Linked DNA regions of Mus musculus: regions 1, 2, 3, 5 and 6 are each linked to region 4. A link is a contact called in public Hi-C and promoter capture Hi-C data. All regions are on one chromosome and are shown on one strand. Each heading gives the region's core, a stretch centred on a gene start, on an enhancer-like site or on the middle of the called end of the contact. The rest is flanking DNA. Distances are from core to core; before and after follow the strand shown. Region 1 overlaps Gm10610 (a long non-coding RNA gene). Region 2 overlaps Efl1 (elongation factor like GTPase 1). Region 3 has its middle 77 kb from the start of Gm29976. Region 4 holds the start of A530021J07Rik (Riken cDNA A530021J07 gene). Region 5 overlaps Efl1 (elongation factor like GTPase 1). Region 6 overlaps Efl1 (elongation factor like GTPase 1).

Region 1 (2,864 bases), core at 152-2,651, 390 kb after region 4:
ACTTCCATACAGTGAAATTTTACAAATGTTCTGTTTGTTGTATAAATGTGTGCACTCTTCCATGCCTCCAGGAGCTCCGTAGAAAAATGGGCGACTGTCATTTGTGAATGAATATAAAGGAACTTGTGTGGGATGGGACTCAGAGGCTTAGAGAGGTTGTCTAACAATTGTAAGACCTCAGGTTCAACCCTAGCTCTGATGGGGGGAAAAATGCTATACCTAATTGCATTGACTTATTAATGCTGGATGTGATGGCTCCTGCCTCTAATCCTAGCATCTGAGAGGCTAAGCCAGGCTGTACATAGTCAGGCTCTGTACCTCACAGAGACATTCATGTCCCAGTCTCTCCCTCCAGGTGTCCAGGCCTCTTTTTCTCCCTTCTACAATCTTACCATGGGGGTCCTATGTGTTGCCATGAGTTTGGGGCCAGCTTGAGCTGCATAATGTTTTAGAATAGCCTGGGTGAAAAAAATGAAAACAAAGCTATTTTATGGTTTTAAATGTGTTGACTTGGTGCTTCTATTTTATCTGCCAAAATAGGTCATATATTTTACTGAGTGTCCAAGAATTATACCAGCTTTGAGCCTTTTTGAAAGAGTGGACTCAAGTTTTTGCATTTTTGCTTTCTATCAAGAAGGTGGAATTACCCTCTCCTTACTAATCAAACCTCCCCTTTTGAGGCTAAGCAAGTAGCTGAGGAGGCCTTCCTTTTTTTCAGTTTTGTTAATCACAATATCACCAAAGAGACAGAAGCTCAGGTTCTCCTGACCTGTGTTCTGAGGCAACCATGTGTTTAGTGTGTTAGATGCTTTATGCAAAGTTAGTGGCAGAGAAAGAGAGGTCTTGGTGAAGACGCAAGAAATACTACTCTGGCTCCATTCCCTAGGACCAGGATAGACTGTCTGAACTCAGAGCCTCTTGCATCAGGAGTCAACATTTTATTTTCATGGTCTTTGCCACATTCTGGAACATGAAAGGAAGAGCAAGAGGCTGCCCCTGTGAGATCATGCTAGGGGTGGGGAGAGTAAGGGGAGGTCAAGGGCCTTAGTGATTTCAGAGTCTCCAGTTACAGTTTAAATCCAAATGCTGGACAGAAGAATTATCAGAGCTCAGCCCTCTCCTTGTCTTTCCCAGACACTGCCTCAGCAGAGGGTATAAGATGACTGCTTTTGAAATCACATCCAAAGAAAGTTAACACAAGGCAATCCAAAGCAAACAGGACCTGTACCAAGCTCTCATTGATGGCCTCTCTTTCTTCATTAGAATGTGGACTTTGAAATGTTTAATTTTCTGTGAGATGCATATGGAAACCACCTGGAAACAAAGAATAAGTATGTACATGGGAAGCACGTTGCCCTGACAGCGCTGGTGTACAGCCCTACTACAGTCTAGGGGCTGAAGCAGCACAAAATGCTTTCTCAGTTTTGGATGCTTGAGTTCACAATAAAGCATCAGCAGCCTGCAGGGCAGGGTTCTCAGTCGATTTCTCCTCCTGTCTTATATGCACTTTTAACACCGTGTCCTCACTTGGTCTCGAGGAGGCTAGGTAGGAAGAGAGACAAAGCTCTGGAGGAGGGGAAGGAGGAAGGACAGGAGAAAGAGGAGGGGGGGGAGAGAGAGAGAGAGAGAGCAATTCCGGGAGAAGGAAGGGGGAAGAGAAGACAGAAGAGAAAGGAGAAAGAGAAGGCAGAGGCAAAAAGAAGTAGCCTCATGTCCCTGTTCTGTTAGGGCATCTCTCTTAGAACATCACTTAACCTGAACTGACTCTGTTAAGGTCCTCTAAACAAGATGCTCGCAAGACTCTAACACACAGATTTGGGGAGGGCACAGGATGCAATCGACTGCCTAATAACAATGAATCTGCTTGAACACAAAGTGCTTTGGCTTGTTCTGGGTGCCATCATAAAATACCAAAGATTGAGTGTATTACCCAACATAGATTTATTCTTGGCAGGCTTCAAGTCTACAGTTATTGTGCCAGGAGGATTAGTTTTGTTTGAAGCTTTGTTTCTTAGTGTTATGGTTTGAATCTGAAATGTCTGTCCCAGCCTCCTCTTTCCCCTGATGGGGTGATTTCAGGTGATTCCCAGAGCCTTGGGAAGATGGGCCTGCATGGAAGGAGTCGTCACAGGGGGTAGGTTATTGTGGGTGTGCTATCCGTGCCAACTTCCTGTCATGCTTCCTGGCCCACTGTTATGTGAAAAGCCTCTACCACATACTCTGCCAACATGATCTCAGCTACTCCACTGTCTTCTCCCCAACACTATCGACTGAGACCCTCTGTCACATAACAATAGTCACAGTGCTATAAAAGTAATTAATACACTAGAGTTGTTTTGTGACTTTTCCTGGGGAGACATGAACAAATCTCTATTCCCCTTAGATAGCCCATCAATAACAGATCAAAGAAAGAACCCCACCTATTAGCTTGGTGACAGTGAGTTCACTGCAGTTTAACTACAGGAGCATAGACCTCTCAAAAGCAGCTTCACACTGGAAAGCCATCCAAACTTGAGTGACAGCTTACAAAACCATATCCCTGAAGTGAACTGAACTGGAGGTCAAAGCCACTGAAGAGTCTCGTCTCCCTAGCAATCCCCAGCCGTTGTTTACTATATTTATGACATGGAGCCCTGGGAATTCTCTAAACTTCCGAGCTTCTGAAGTTCAGTTGACTTCCAGAGTCTTGTAGGCTCCGCTTGCTTTCAGAGCCTTATGAGCCTCAATTCAGGGAAAAAAAAAAAAAATCTGTAAAGCATTTGTGATGGCTACCCCTCCCACCACGATCACTCCACAGCCATTCTGTTGTGTGTATCTGCTGTTTTTATAATGGAGAGTCATTGGATTGAGGTACTTAATAATAA
Region 2 (2,700 bases), core at 2-2,501, 380 kb before region 4:
GGTTTCTGAGCTCAAATGGTCTCTTAACACCATTTTGGTCATCGTATTAAAAATAGTGACTGAAGCATTTAAATAGTTATAGGAATCCAGTCACACTTTTCTCATTGGATTTCATGCCCAGAGATAATTCTGCTTGTAATTCCAGAGGCCATACCTCTCACACTGCATGGTGGGGGTTGTCACTGGGGGGCACATTTTGGACTCTTGTTATCTTTTATATGCATTTTTTTCTAATTTTGTCCTTTTAATTAGCAGTTAAATATTCATGGTATCATTACTAAGCATGCAAATTGTTGTGGCTTTGGGTCAAGTTGTGATCGGTGGGTGAACTTAAGGAGTTTTGGTTTTGTAGGCCGAGTCTATGCCGTGCTGTCAAAGCGAGAAGGTCGAGTGCTTCAGGAAGAGATGAAGGAAGGGACGGACATGTTCATCATCAAGGCTGTGCTGCCTGTAGCGGAAAGCTTTGGCTTTGCGGATGAGATCAGGAAGAGGACCAGCGGACTGGCCAGCCCACAGCTGGTGTTCAGCCACTGGGAGGTGAGATGCAGCCCCACCTTCCCGAGAGCCAGGCAGAGGCTACGTGAAGCTGGCTGTTACTGGCATGGGGCCCAGGCAAGGGGCCTGTGAAAGCCAGCTCACAGCACCAACCCAACGAGCACTCTGTCTATAACGTAAATCGGAGTTACAGGGCATTTAGTCCATTCTTCTCTTGCTGCAGACATACGTTAAGTTAAAGAAAAATGACAGCACTTTTGAATGTGAAACTCGAACGCTTTTCCCTTGGGGGTAGGAGGATGGGGAGAGATTCTTCCAGCATCAAGGGGAGAACTCTTGAAGGGAGATCTGCAGTTTGTCTTTATAAGCTCCTGCTCACCACAGCCTTTCCTTGACCACAGCATGGAGTCAAGCACACAGCAAATTTTTGTGCAGTCACAAAAGGACACTCAGTAGGTGCACTGCAGGGAAGAGAAGGGTGTTGTTAGTACCGTGTTCTGAGTGTGTGGGAGGCATGGGGTAGGCCTTCCTTAAAGGAGACTTAGCCATTAACTAGCAGCGAGAACACTCGGCCAGGAAAACTGAGGAAGGAAAAGCCTAAAGCCCAAGAGAGGCTGTCTCAAAACAGCAGTGCTTTCTTGTTTGTAGGAAACCTCGGTAATTCTAGCTCCCTCCTTCCGCGATAGAGTGTAGCCTGGGAGTGTTACTGTCTGCTGGGCTGGTGGTTACGTGCTGTCTCTGCTGCTTACTGGGACAGTGCAGAGACTTCACTTCTGGGATAATTTATGTGGAGCCACCACCTCGAGCCCTGTGTTGTAGGCTTTGCTGCTGGCCAGGGCTCCTTTCTATGTCTGCACTTCTCTCACTTCCTGCAGCTTGATGGCGTTCTTTCTCTAGAATTCTTTAAACACAGAGCTTACATTTACACGATTAGTGAAAAATGGAAATAATTGAGGCAGACCTTTCTCTTTAAACTGTGATCAGCAAAGTAAGAAGTAAGACTTTGAACAGGCACATCTGCTTTAATTCAGTAGTCCCTGTCACCTGGATAGGTGTATGCAGTTTCCAGCCCAGAGCGCTGGGTGTCTGCTTTCCCCATGAAAGTCCAGTCCATGATGCTTGATAGAACCAAACAGTGCTCACACTTAGCTGCATCTCTTTAGTTAGCATGTTTTACAGTCACTCAAGATTTCTCTTGACTTTTACACTTTTGAATGCTAAATGATGTTCTGATGAGTTCCTTCATTGCCTTTTTACCAAGTAGCCTTCATCTTTGTTTCTCATTGTGTCGAAAACATCTAGGGCACTGTTAACCTTCAGCTTATAGTTAACCATTTCCTGTTTATCCAAAATTCTAGCCTTTGAGCTTGGGTTTGGTTTCTTACATCAAACACGAAGCAGTAAAAGAAAGAAGTAGATTTTAAGTGGCAGTGCCTGGAGGGCAGGAGCTCTGCTGGGGTCCTGGGGTCCTAGTGGCCGGTATGTGGTGACTGGGCTGTGCACCTAGACACTGTCTGTGACTGAGTGAGACGATTCTGCTTCTGGGTAGTGACCTTGAGAGGTGCTGCCCCGGTCTCAGTGGTGCTGCCCTTGCTGAGCGCAGCTGTCAGAACTCAGCCTTCTGACATCATAGATGACAGTCATCCAGCTCACAAGGCTGGCCTTGGTCAACACTGGCACAGGAAAGTGGGTTATAGTGTCTCTGATCTAACAGAGGGTATTGGGTACATAAGGCCTGGGACTTTCTATAAACAGAGCCTTAAGTAAGCCTTCAGAGCTGTTACACTGTCATTGTCATTGGATGAGCAATCTATCATATATTTTATTTTCATTTTAAAAGCTCATGAAAGGACCAAGGTATGAATAAGTTTCTCAGGTTGGCTATGCAGCCACAGCTGGTTTTGGATCCCCGACCCTTCCGCCTTCCCTCCTCAGCTAATAAGGTTATATGTTTACACCACCAGGCCTGACCAGAAAAAAAATATATACTGAGTCTTCCTTTGAAACTTATTTTATTGAGTCTCTTTAAATTTGTATGAATGGGTCTAGAAAGAAGGCTCAGGGGGTGAAAACATGGCTCTGCAAACATGAGAACTTGAGTTCAGATCGCTAGCACCCATGTGAAAAAGCAAGTATGGCTGCAGATGTCTACAGTCCCGGCACTGGGAGGATAAGACAGGCAATTTGTGGCTCACTGACCAGCCA
Region 3 (2,778 bases), core at 21-2,520, 310 kb after region 4:
TTAAAAAAAGTGATTGCCCTATGTCAGTGTTTACATAGACCCCTGACAGATTACACATACATATTCTTGGGTTTTTTGAAGATCTATTTGATTCTTGATTGAGTGTATATGTATATGGGTATGTGAATGTATACTTGCATACACACAGAGGCCAGAAGAGAGGATGAGGTCCCTTGGAGCTGGAGTTAAAAACCATTATCAGAAACCACATATAGATGCTGGAAACTAGACTCAGGCCCTCCACAAGAGCAGCAAGTGCTCTTAACCGTTGAGCCATCTCATAATCCCAAATACACATCTATTATTATTTTGATCATTAAATATGAGTGACAGAAATGGTAGGAAAGTTCAACTAGTTACAAGCTTGTAGGATTAAGGATCCAATAACTGGTAGCATTAAACAAACAATCAACCATCACAAATGGAATCATGGAATGTGTGTGTGTTTTGCCAGGTTTTCTTTTAACATCTTCAACATAGTAGTCAGTCACCTGACCCAGTGCCCTCATTTCTCCAGTTTTGACTTCTCTCTAGTTTTTTTTTTTTAACCTGTTTGCTATACAAAAGTGACTACTATCCCTGTTTGAGTGTCTGTTCTCATTATGCATTATATGTATACCTTCTCTCTACCTGTTCCTAAGTTATTGCTACAATTAATTCTGGATGCTCTAAGAAAGTGATGGCAAACACTGGTGAGAAACTGCCATGTCTTGATATCCCACACCTCTGCAGTTGTAACTGCAACAGGTCCTGGATCTCCTTGGGGCCTTTCTTAATTGCATTGTGTTCTGAAGAAATTTTAGTTTAATGCACTTACTTTTAGTGCTTTATATGTTTTCCTAGAACAGAAAAGGTGTACAGATGCTTGCCTTTTATTGTGTTCATAGATGGAGGAGTAGAAAGCAAAGAAGAGAAGGGGGGAGGAAGAAGAAAATGGAAAAGATAGCAGCTCGGTGGATATGCTCAGATTGCTGTCAGTGTGAGCTTGCCAAAATTATAAAAACAACATAGCTTCCCAGGTAGATGGTTGAAAGTCACCTCTTCTTCCTGTTACCCAAGACCTGCATTCAAAACTAAAACTCTCAGAACCTCAAATGCAACCATCTTTCTTCTCTGTCTTCCCTTTTATTATAATTTTTTGAAGACAATTATTTATATATTAGTCACGAGCATTTCTTCACAGAATGTGACATAATTGGTAACTCCGTAAAGGCATGGGAATTTTCTCTTGTCTGCAGAGCTAAAGCTCCTCATAACGAGAAACACATGTGTGGATTTTTTTAAAAGCTATGTCTAGACTTGGGATCTTTCCCAGGAGAGCTTCCAGGTGTTTGTCTAAGCAGAAAAGGCCAAATTACTACATTTTTGGAGGCTGAGAACCAGGAAGGACATAACAAAAGTATAAATATGACTGGACAGCCTCATAATTCTAAAATGAATTTGGAAACTGGAGAGTCTTGAGTGAAATGAATATGCAGGAGCTCTGGTTTTAGAGTTAATGTGAATTTCTGTTGGTTAATCTCCAGTCCATGGTGGTGTTCTTCGGTCTCTTTGCTCACTTGCTCTTTCTGTCTCCTGGTCAATGAAAATCATCGTCTAACATGGTACAAATGTTCAGGGCAGGCCTGTGAGCTCAAATCACACATCTTTAACATAATGAATTGCACTGAGTCAATGCTACATTCAAATCATAATGCTCACTTAAATCCTAATTCAGAAAAACCCAAATGCTAACTCACTATAGTAAGATGACTCAAAATTTCTCCTTTTTTTTCTTGGATATATAAGCTAAATTCTTCAAAATTCTTAAACAGTAAGTTTGCCCTAAGTCTGAACACTGAATATGCCCCTGGTGGTTTGGGGCTGGCTGAAGTGGCAGGTAGTATAGATTATAGCCCTGCCCCACTTTCTGCTTCCTGAGCCATGAAGAAGTAATTAAGTCTTGCCTCAAGTCCTTTGGATTTAGCTGCCTCAGCAGACAAGCTTTCTTGGCCACAATAAGCTGATACACCTTAAACTGTGAGCCCAAACCTCTCTTTTCTTTAAGTAGGCTCTGTCAAGTGCTTTGTCACAGTTAGAAAGTAACAAACACACCAGCAGGGATTGACCAGTGGCCCTTCACTCCAATTCTATCTTCTCCACTTCTACCCAGATGATTTCAAGATGGGTTCTTCAAGAAGGAAGGATACTGGAACTCTTGTGAAGGGAAGGGACAACAAGAGCCTTTCCTTTTCTGTGAGTTGTCCTTGCAGCTGTCATCTCAGTAATGGCTCCCCTCCTCCATGGCAGTACTCAGCTTTGGATGCCAGCTTCCTTCAGGACTCTGAAGAGCTACACCATCACAGACTTGCAGAGTGCTCTGCCACAACATTAACTGTCACCCTGGTCAGAGGCCTTGGTTGCAGCCATATGGGCCTTACATCTATGCTTCATGTTCCTACAGCTCCAAGTGCATTCCTTTCCCCAGTTCTATGGGTGACCACTGTTTTGTATTGCGCATGTTTGTATGTACATGAATTTCCTCCTTTGCTGTTTCCTTTCATTCAATACTCCAATTCAAAAGTAACTCTCTTCCCAATATTAAATGGCCTCAGTTGGAAGCCATTTATATTTATATTTTTATGACTAAACCCTAAGCAATTCTAACATTACATTAGTCCTGAGGGGCAGACCAGATGGGGTTCTGTTTTGTGAATCTTCATGCATTTTATCACCAATACCACTTTGCAAAGTCTTCTAAAAGACTTCTTTCACCGACTGGGGACAACAGAATAAATT
Region 4 (2,700 bases), core at 82-2,581:
CGTCTTCATATTACGTTCACCAAGGATCCCGCTACTCCATGTTATACTCCCTGGAACTCTCGCCATTTTTTAGGACATGTACTTGAATTCCATTCTCCTTACAAAACGTTAAATCATCTTTGGCCTTAGCCAAAACTTAGATCTACATTACAGGTGTGAATTGTTCAGCTTATTTGGCCTCATTATCAGGAACTGCTTTGATGTCTGTACTGTTAGTGAGGCTGGGGTGAAGTGGGGTGGGTGATTGTTCTTAGTTAGAGGTTTTATGGGTGTAGTAAAATATCATGACCATAAACAACTTGGGGGAGGAAAAGATTTATTTTGGCTTACACTTCCACATCATAGCCAATCATCAAAGGAAGTAAAGGCAGGAACACAAGGCAGGAACTGAAGATGAGATCATGGAGGGATGGTGCTTACTGGCTTGATCCCCAAGGCTTGATCAGCCTGCTTTCTTATAGAACCTAGGACTACCAGCTCAGAAATGTCACCACACACAATGGGGTGGGCCTTCCTACATCAATCACTGATTAAGAAAAATGCTCTATAGACCTGTTTATAGCCCAATCTTCTAGAGACATTTTCTCAATCAAGGCTCCCTCTCCTCCAGTACTCTAGCTCATGTTAAGTTGACATAAAACCAGCCAACATACCTTGCATGACAGCTCTGTCTTCTGGTTGGCAATCATGCTTAGCTTCCCTCCTTCCTCTACATCAGCCTTTTCCCTCTGTCTTAGCTCTGAGGAAAGCGTCACTTCCATGCTTTCTGTTAGGGTAGATCACAGCTGCTTCCATTTCCCTCCTTTCCATGTTTCTGGTCCTTCATATCTTCCTTCTGCCCCCCACACCTCCACCTCCACCCCCATCGCCTTCTCTGTGGTCTGTGGTTGCATATAAGTCTCCTGAAAACAAGAAGAAGGAAACAGCAATCACCTTCCACTACCTCAACTGTGCCACACAAGTAGCTGTATCTCGGACCCTTTTACTCAAGTAATAATATGGCTCACACCTTCCCTATCCAATCCTTTCACAAGTTCCTGCTTGTTTGCATCCACTGAACCTGCTAAGGCAAACGATGACCAAGTTTGTAAATGCCATTACTAATTGTAAAGTCGCAAGCCATTCTTAACCCTCTTGCTGTGTTTGGCACATATGAACACTCCCAACTTGACATTTCTTTCTTGTGGCTTTGCCATCACTAGTGGGTGGTTGAGACTGTGGCCTGGTTTCTTTTGTTTCAGCAAGCATGCATACCCCTTTTGAATGAGAGTGTGTATATGAAACGGTCTGCTCCAATTCTTTTCTGCTTTCCATTACTTTAACAAGCACTTGAGACAAACATCTTTAAAAAAGCGTAGACATCTGGTTCAGCTCCTGTTTCAGAGGTTTCAGCACTGATCATTTGGATTTGCTTTAGCCTGCAGCAGCACAGGCTGGGTGGTGTGGGGTAAATATGTTCTTCTCTCGGTAGACTTGGCTGTGATGTGTCTGTCTTCTTGTGTACCATGGACTCTGCCTCTGTGGACCAGAAAGTACTTGTTCAAAAACTTTGTCTCTGCTTGGTATGTATATATTTTTCTTCTTTTTCTCTAATAAATGTAATCTCTCTGCGTGCATAGAATTTATATCCTGCCAGGCACTGGCATTAATCTAGATATGAGCTAAAGGGCAGAGAGGGGTGATGTGTGTGGGTTATATGCAAAAGGATACAGCAATTCCCATAAGAGGCTTAAGCATCCCCTTGGGGCTTTGGGACCGATTTGTCATAGATACTGAAAAACTGACTATGATGTATTTCTTTGTTTTAAGAATTCTTTTTACACTTTTATATACTATTTAATTCTGTTTAGAAAATGTATTTAGAATGGCAAAAGGCACTTTCAGGCCTCTGTTTCTTCTTACAAGCATTTTTTAAAGCTTCCCTTTTCTCTTAAACACAATTATTCATTTATTGTATGTTGACAGGAGGAACACAGGCACACACATCAAAAGGACAAAGAAACTCATAGGAGTCAGTTCTCTCCTTCTACTATGTGGATTCTGAGGCTTGAACTCAGGTCATCAGGTTTGTCTGCAAGCCCCTTTATTCAGTTAGCCAGCTTGCTAGCCCTCTCTTCTTTTTGACTGTGTTTGTTTTGTTTTGTTTTGTTGTTATATTGGACTTCCTTATTTTGTACTTCATGTTTACTTTACTATTCATCCTTTTAAAAAAGATTATTTCTTTTATTTTCAGATTATAATTTTATCATTTACTCTCCCTTTTCCCTCTAAGACTTCCCACATGCCCTCCTTGATCTCTTTCAAATTTATGGCCTCTTTTTTATTTTTTTAATTAGATATTTTCTTTATTTAAATTTCAAATGTTATCCCCTTTCCTGGTTTCCCCTCCGATAACCCCCATCCCCTCTCCCTCCCCCCCTGCTCACCAACCCACCCATTCCTCATTCCTGGTCCTGGCATTCCCCTACACTGGGGCTTAGCGCCTTCACAGGACCAAGGGCCTCTCCTCTCATTAATGACTGACAAGGCCATCCTCTGCTACATATGCAGCTGGAGCAGTCGGTCCCTCCACATGTACTCTTTGGTTGGTGGTTTAATCCCAGGGAGCTCTGGGGTTACTGACTGGTTCATATTGTTGTTCCTCCTATAGGGCTGCAAACCCTTTCAGCTCCTTGGGTCCTTTCTCTAGCTCCTCCATTG
Region 5 (2,700 bases), core at 50-2,549, 430 kb before region 4:
TACTGTTGCTTATGCTACTGAAAATGTGAAGGGAAACACTGTTTGGAACAAGAGTAAAAGTCTCCTGGTTCTGCTTGACAACTCTTTAGTATTTATACCATTCAGTGGTACAAGATCATCTGATAAGTGGCAAAGAATCTACAGATTCTTATAAGAAATGTAAAGCCTTCCCTCCTTTTTTGGTGGGATATAAAAACTTGCACAGTTGTATAGCACCAGTCACAAACTCCTCACCACTCATAAAACTAGCACAGACAGTTAAAGTTCAGAAGAGAGCCAACTTCATCAGCTAAAGCAAGGAGGCTCATGTAAACCAGACTGGTGTGAAGTGAAAGAAGGCTTGGGGAGAGATTATTCAGTCAGTGTAGGAGGACATTGCATCCATCAGAATCACAGTGGATAGCTGAGGATCAAGAAGAGAGCCAGCTACTGGGCCGCAGTCACTGTGCCCACTCTCCTCTGCTGGCATCCTTCATATGATGGATGAAGTAAGAAACTTGCACCGTGCTCTGAGACCAGCAACGCTTGCTGCCTACAAAAAGCTTCAAAGGACATGATTGTTCTATTCAGAGTTCAAGGACTTTAAACAGCAAAGATCAAGAAATTAACCTTCAGGCTGAGATTTTAGAGAAGGAGACTCAGAATCCTCCTTCGGAGCTGCTCCCTAGCTGAGATTATAGTCACAGCCTCGTAAGGCACTTCTCTCATGAAGATGTGATTCCCACAGGACTGTAATGGAGCTGACAAGTTGCTCATCCTACAGATATGGTAGCCATCACAATTCAAGTACAACCCAGCTCTCACGGGTGTGGTAATGCTAGTATGGAGCCCAGTGTGCTTATAAGCGCACTCTGTTGTCTGCATTCTTGAAGAGAAGTGGCTTACGCCAGTCCTGTACTCATAATCTTCATGTTAGCATGTACACCTCCCTAGTTAGAAGCAAGCTATGGAACAATGTGCAGTGTTGTGACACTTCTGTGTCCTCAGGCTTGTGTCCTCTCAGCCCTGTCAGGAGGTCTCTAAGTTCCCTCTGAGGTGATAACAGACCCTTCCCCCCGCCCCCCATGTGGTACACTTCTCAGTACGTGTTACCGAGAAATGATATGGCTGCCCAGCACCGTGAAGCATTCAGGAGACCACTGAAGAGAGCTTGTCTCCGCCATGAGACAGGAGGCAAGGACTGTAAAGATTGTAGATCAGAAACGGATGCCAAAATGGGAGAAAAACCAAGCCACAGACTGCAGCCCTCAAATAGCTGGAGCCACAAGCTCAGCTCTGGAAAATCTGATTGGCCCTGTAGGACAAAACAGGGGGAGCTGTCAGTTCTCAAGAGCCAGTTGTTAAGTTTCACAAATTTTGCCAGCCAGTTGTTAAACTTGGCTATTTTTAAAGACTAAATTATGCACATTTATTTAATTTTTTTCCCCCAGAAACACAGTCTGTCTCAGGCCCAGGCTGGCCTAAACTTAGACAAGTGTAACTTCCTCAGCCTTCTGAGTGCTGAGATTACTGTAAAATTATATTAAAGTCATTACATTGTATTAAAAACAAAGGCATTAAATACCTAACTAGATCAGACATAGGTGGCTGCTTCTGACTGTAGCAAAACTCCATGACACAAGAGCACACGGAATCTGGAAGCAATTTGCTTGGTGAGAGGGGTTTCAGCCCTGGGTATTTGTTGTGCCCTCCTTGCACAGTGAACGCACGCACACCCCTGTGCTTGCACAATGTGCATGAGGAGACAGCAGAGCTGGGCTTTCCTAGAGTCGAGTACTTTGTGCTAAAACATGATGGTGGTGTTTCAATGACCTTTCCCCTGTTGCCCTTTGACCTCTGACCCTTTGTTTTTTAGCTGGCTGTTAGTTAAAAGTAGGAAGGAGAGAGCCTAGAGGAATTTTTAAGTGGGAAATAAGTAAGAATTGCACATAACAAAGCTTCCAGATACAGATGTGCTCCAGAACTGTGAGGGGGAGCCTGTGCATTGCTACTGAGGCAGATAGGAACTGTTTCCCTTGGAAATGAAAGTACAGCTGCCCTCTAAAAAAGAAAAACCGTGAAGGCTGAAGTTCCAACTACAAAATACACTGGAACTAACACACAGCAGATGTGTTGAAGGTGAGTGTTTTTCTTGAAGACAGCATCTCACTGTGTAGCTCTGACTGATCCGGAACTCACTCTATAGACTAGGCCACACTAGATGGAACTCAGTGTACCGTCATACCCAACATGGCCTGTATTCTTTTACTGTTCTCATTTACTGATAAAAAGCTTCTTTTTTTTTTTAATGTGTGTTGAAGATACTCAGCTTTTATTAAGTACTTTGAATTACTTTTTCAGTTTTCTACTCATATTCTTGTGTATTGTAGCTTTTGCCAGAGAGGTTAAAAAAAGAAGAAGAACAATTAATGGATAGACCTAGAGCTAGAGCTGTATGATAGAGCCTTGTCTAGGATGCATAGGAAAGGAGAGAGTGAGAGGAGACAGGGAAAGGCAAGAAAGAAAGGCCCTCCCCTCCCCTCCCCTTCCCTCCCCTCCTCTAGAGAACCATAACTCGCACTGTGAACAGCTCCAGATATATTGCTACTGCTCAGCCTGCCCGAGTGCTTATCTTCATTTATTGTATGAAGTCTAGGTCCATATTTTTTTCTGAAAATGCACTCTAACCAATGATTGGGAAATGGGCACCACTTGTGGCAT
Region 6 (2,700 bases), core at 69-2,568, 450 kb before region 4:
ACCTCATGGTTTCCATTGTTTTCCCTGGCAGGTTCCACTAGGCTTCTCAGCTCCACTAGAGGACCTCCCTCCTGTGCCCCACATGGCGTGCTGTACTCTGGAGAACCTGTACCTTCTGATGGGAAGGGAGCTGGAAGATCTGGAAGAAGTCCCCCCAGGAAACGTGCTGGGTAGGGCGCTGCTGGGTACTCTGCTCACTCCAGCCTTAAAGGCTGTCCAACATGGCGTGGGGTGCTTAGTGACATTTTTAAAGAGAATGACCTGCCTTTTTTCATAGTTATTTTTTTTTTCTGGAGTCTTTAACTTAGTATAATTGAGTCACCACCTTGTGAGTCAGTAACATGGAGATCTAGTTCAAACCTGTAGGTGCTGTTTAAGTAAACTGTGACGCCTATCTTAAGTGGGGGTTCCATTTGTTTAGAAGCAAAAAAAAAAAAAAAAAAGCTTACTCATATAAAGTCAGTGTAGGTGACCAAATGCTTCTTGTTCTACAGGTTTGATTCTAATTTTTGGAAACTGTTTTGACATGAAGGACTGTTTAAACTTATTTCTTTTCTCCTCATCCCACCCCAAATGCTTCTTCCTATTGAGAATTGCTTCTCTAACAGTAATTGATAGATACTAATTGTCCTGTCAATGTTGTGCCTTTTCCCTTGCCTGATTCCTGCCCCTTAGTGCTGCTCTTGAGACAAGTTCTTCATCAGAACCGGGACATGGAGTGCTCTGTCCCATTGTGTCTTTCAGTTCTGAGCCATGGCATCCTTGTCAGCTGTAAAGCTGTTCATTCAATAACTGCTTAGATGAAAAAGTCTCATTAAATAAAGAATATTGGTCTAGAATAGCTACTGGTTTGCCTGAATTTTGTGGGCCCTGATCCAAGAAATTTGCCAAAACATTTTGTCATGCTTCTGCTGAGATATATTTTTAAAGTTTATAATTATTTTGACATGGAATTAGTAGAATTCCTACCTTCCCTATTCCCTATTTTGTTTCTATTTCTTTGGAAAATGCCACTAAACTTCTGATTTAGCTGGCGATTGATCTGGCTTTGTGAGTAGCCATAGCCAACTTCATTAGAACTGCAGGAGTACGGGAACACCCTGTCTCTGCTCCTACGCCCTCCTTGGGGTTACTATGGCTTGGACCCCTTTGTGTCTTAAATGGCCCTGTAACCTAGAGTTGCTCAGCATATGTCCAGGGAAAGAAAGCCGCTCTGTGGTGTGGACAGCATGGGCGACCTTTTTGAGGCTGCCTTGCCTAAGGCTCGGTGTGTTGTCTTCTCCAGTACAGCTGGTAGGAGCATGGCAGGCAGTGGTTTGTGGTTTTCTTCTGGGTTTCTAGATACTGTCCAAGTCTGTGGTTACATGTCCTTAGAAGGTCTGAAACCATCTCTTTTTCATCCATCTCTCAAGGGAGCCATGGTTCTGCCCTCTGCTATGGGAAGAACTACTCTGAGGTAGAACATTTCATGTCTTCATGAGGAAAATAGACATATACCTCCCTCTTCTAAAGCTTGTGGAGGTGGAAGGCGGGTAAAAGTGAGTTAACATTGTTTGTCATTTACCTATGTATGATTCTGCCGAAGGGACACGTTACTTTAAGGCAGAATACATGGAGTGGGAATGCCAGGTATATCCCTGTATGCCTTAGGGTTGTATTTAGCTGCTTAGATCTCAGTCCACAGTCCTTGACTATTTGGCTCTGGTTCTGTGGTGAGACAGAGCATCATGGTGGCAGGAGCATGCGGTGTGAAGTTAGGGCAGCCTGAGAGTAGAGCAGAGTGCCTTACAGATGGGAAGAAGCATAAGTCACGACAGGAAGGTAGAACTCCATGGTCACTACCATAGGGGCCCATCTCCAACCAGGCCCCACCTTCCAGAATTCTACTTCCCAATAGTGAACTGGTCATTGGGTCAGAACCCTCATGATGTGAGAGTCTCTGGAAATTCAGCCCAGGGTATGCTTTATTAAACCTCCAAGACATTTCGAGAGCCACTTAAACAGATCGACCATCCAGCCTGCTAGCAAGGTTTATTTTTTTATTTGTGTATAAAAGGACCTTGCTGGTGACATGTGTATGTAGTCTTGTTTCTTTAATCTGTCATATGCCCTGGTAACTACAAGGGAGGCCAGGATTGAGTGTAGGGATATTTGGGCTATGAATGGTTTTCAGAGGTTGGACTTACAGGGCCAGCCAAACCATCCCCACCCCTCATCTCTTGTTGCCTAACAATTCCTGAGTCCCCTTTGTTAAAGTTATGTTTCTTCACCTATCATCCCCCAAAGGGTCTATGAGTGTAACGCTGGAGGAATTAAAGCCAGGCTAGCCTCTTTGATTTTCCCTCTAAATTGAGGCAGACAGTAATTGTTTCCAAATATCACTGAGGTCCCTGGGTAACCAGCAAGAACAAAGGCACCACGATTCTGCCCATAGTCCCACAAACTAGTTAGATTGGCTTCTAGCCAGGCATGCAACCTTGCTGGGCCTAAAGATTTTCAGATGATTAGAACTAACTGCCACAGTTACTAACATTACTGACAATTCTGTTTCTTGTAGTAGAAACAGAACAGCTCTACTTGTTTTCCAAGATTGTTATCTATGATTCATTTATTATATGTATCATTTAGCCAAAACTTGAAGCACAGAACATTAACTAGCGATATACAAAGTACGTTTTGTTGTACTAACTATAAAATACT

Evidence for each region. Promoter capture Hi-C pulls out the DNA fragments that hold promoters and counts their contacts. A called contact is a pair of places that touch in the nucleus more often than the background predicts.
Region 1: a promoter capture Hi-C map of stem cell-derived epiblast-like cells shows a contact between it and region 4, with 3 times the contacts expected there. The contact joins the enhancer-like site here to the promoter of A530021J07Rik in region 4. A contact is called at or near these places in 15 of 39 promoter capture datasets (the C10 cell line, the HPC-7 cell line, cranial neural crest and 9 more), 11 of 484 Hi-C or Micro-C datasets (cardiomyocytes, cerebellar granule neurons, cerebellum and 6 more) and 1 of 9 other capture datasets (embryonic stem cells).
Region 2: a contact with region 4 is called in a Hi-C map of CD4 T cells, with 1.6 times the contacts expected there. The contact joins the enhancer-like site here to the promoter of A530021J07Rik in region 4. A contact is called at or near these places in 2 of 39 promoter capture datasets (liver and pre-B cells), 1 of 484 Hi-C or Micro-C datasets (CD4 T cells) and 1 of 115 datasets of contacts at active chromatin or transcription factors (thymic regulatory T cells).
Region 3: a contact with region 4 is called in a promoter capture Hi-C map of embryonic stem cells, with 3 times the contacts expected there. The contact joins the enhancer-like site here to the promoter of A530021J07Rik in region 4. A contact is called at or near these places in 6 of 39 promoter capture datasets (the 3T3-L1 cell line, cranial neural crest, embryonic stem cells and 2 more).
Region 5: a promoter capture Hi-C map of liver shows a contact between it and region 4, with 2.6 times the contacts expected there. The contact joins the enhancer-like site here to the promoter of A530021J07Rik in region 4. A contact is called at or near these places in 13 of 39 promoter capture datasets (the HPC-7 cell line, HPC-7-derived erythroid cells, cranial neural crest and 7 more), 2 of 15 datasets of contacts at CTCF or cohesin (large pre-B cells and pro-B cells), 3 of 484 Hi-C or Micro-C datasets (cerebellar granule neurons and uterus) and 3 of 9 other capture datasets (embryonic stem cells, embryonic tail and macrophages).
Region 6: a promoter capture Hi-C map of embryonic stem cells shows a contact between it and region 4, with 5 times the contacts expected there. The contact joins the enhancer-like site here to the promoter of A530021J07Rik in region 4. A contact is called at or near these places in 10 of 39 promoter capture datasets (the C10 cell line, the HPC-7 cell line, cranial neural crest and 5 more), 1 of 484 Hi-C or Micro-C datasets (bone marrow-derived macrophages) and 2 of 9 other capture datasets (embryonic stem cells and macrophages).

The regions. Positions count from the first base shown.
Region 1 is chr7:83,539,805-83,542,668 of GRCm38.p6, forward strand. It overlaps Gm10610 (a long non-coding RNA gene), which reads right to left. Exons shown (of 2, transcript XR_140845.5): 2 at 1-2,864. Among named protein-coding and RNA genes, the nearest start is that of Gm10610, 9.4 kb to the right of the region's middle. Within about 2 kb of position 1,402, at least 8 of the 459 cell types and tissues checked have an H3K27ac peak or open chromatin away from gene starts, as enhancers often do.
Region 2 is chr7:82,772,105-82,774,804 of GRCm38.p6, forward strand. Efl1 (elongation factor like GTPase 1) reads left to right here. Exons shown (of 20, transcript NM_175317.3): 19 at 353-537. Among named protein-coding and RNA genes, the nearest start is that of 4933406J10Rik, 18 kb to the left of the region's middle. Within about 2 kb of position 1,252, at least 46 of the 459 cell types and tissues checked have an H3K27ac peak or open chromatin away from gene starts, as enhancers often do. A contact at or near this core is called in thymic regulatory T cells, where this site is marked.
Region 3 is chr7:83,458,426-83,461,203 of GRCm38.p6, forward strand. No RefSeq gene overlaps it. Among named protein-coding and RNA genes, the nearest start is that of Gm29976, 77 kb to the left of the region's middle. Within about 2 kb of position 1,271, at least 15 of the 459 cell types and tissues checked have an H3K27ac peak or open chromatin away from gene starts, as enhancers often do.
Region 4 is chr7:83,147,139-83,149,838 of GRCm38.p6, forward strand. A530021J07Rik (Riken cDNA A530021J07 gene) reads left to right here and starts at 1,332. Exons shown (of 5, transcript NM_177895.3): 1 at 1,332-1,562; 2 at 1,966-2,065. The coding sequence starts at 1,506.
Region 5 is chr7:82,721,607-82,724,306 of GRCm38.p6, forward strand. The region is part of intron 15 of Efl1 (elongation factor like GTPase 1); the gene reads left to right. Among named protein-coding and RNA genes, the nearest start is that of 4933406J10Rik, 33 kb to the right of the region's middle. Within about 2 kb of position 1,300, at least 23 of the 459 cell types and tissues checked have an H3K27ac peak or open chromatin away from gene starts, as enhancers often do. A contact at or near this core is called in liver, pro-B cells and uterus, where this site is marked.
Region 6 is chr7:82,697,848-82,700,547 of GRCm38.p6, forward strand. It overlaps Efl1 (elongation factor like GTPase 1), which reads left to right. Exons shown (of 20, transcript NM_175317.3): 15 at 32-170. Among named protein-coding and RNA genes, the nearest start is that of Efl1, 51 kb to the left of the region's middle. Within about 2 kb of position 1,319, at least 9 of the 459 cell types and tissues checked have an H3K27ac peak or open chromatin away from gene starts, as enhancers often do.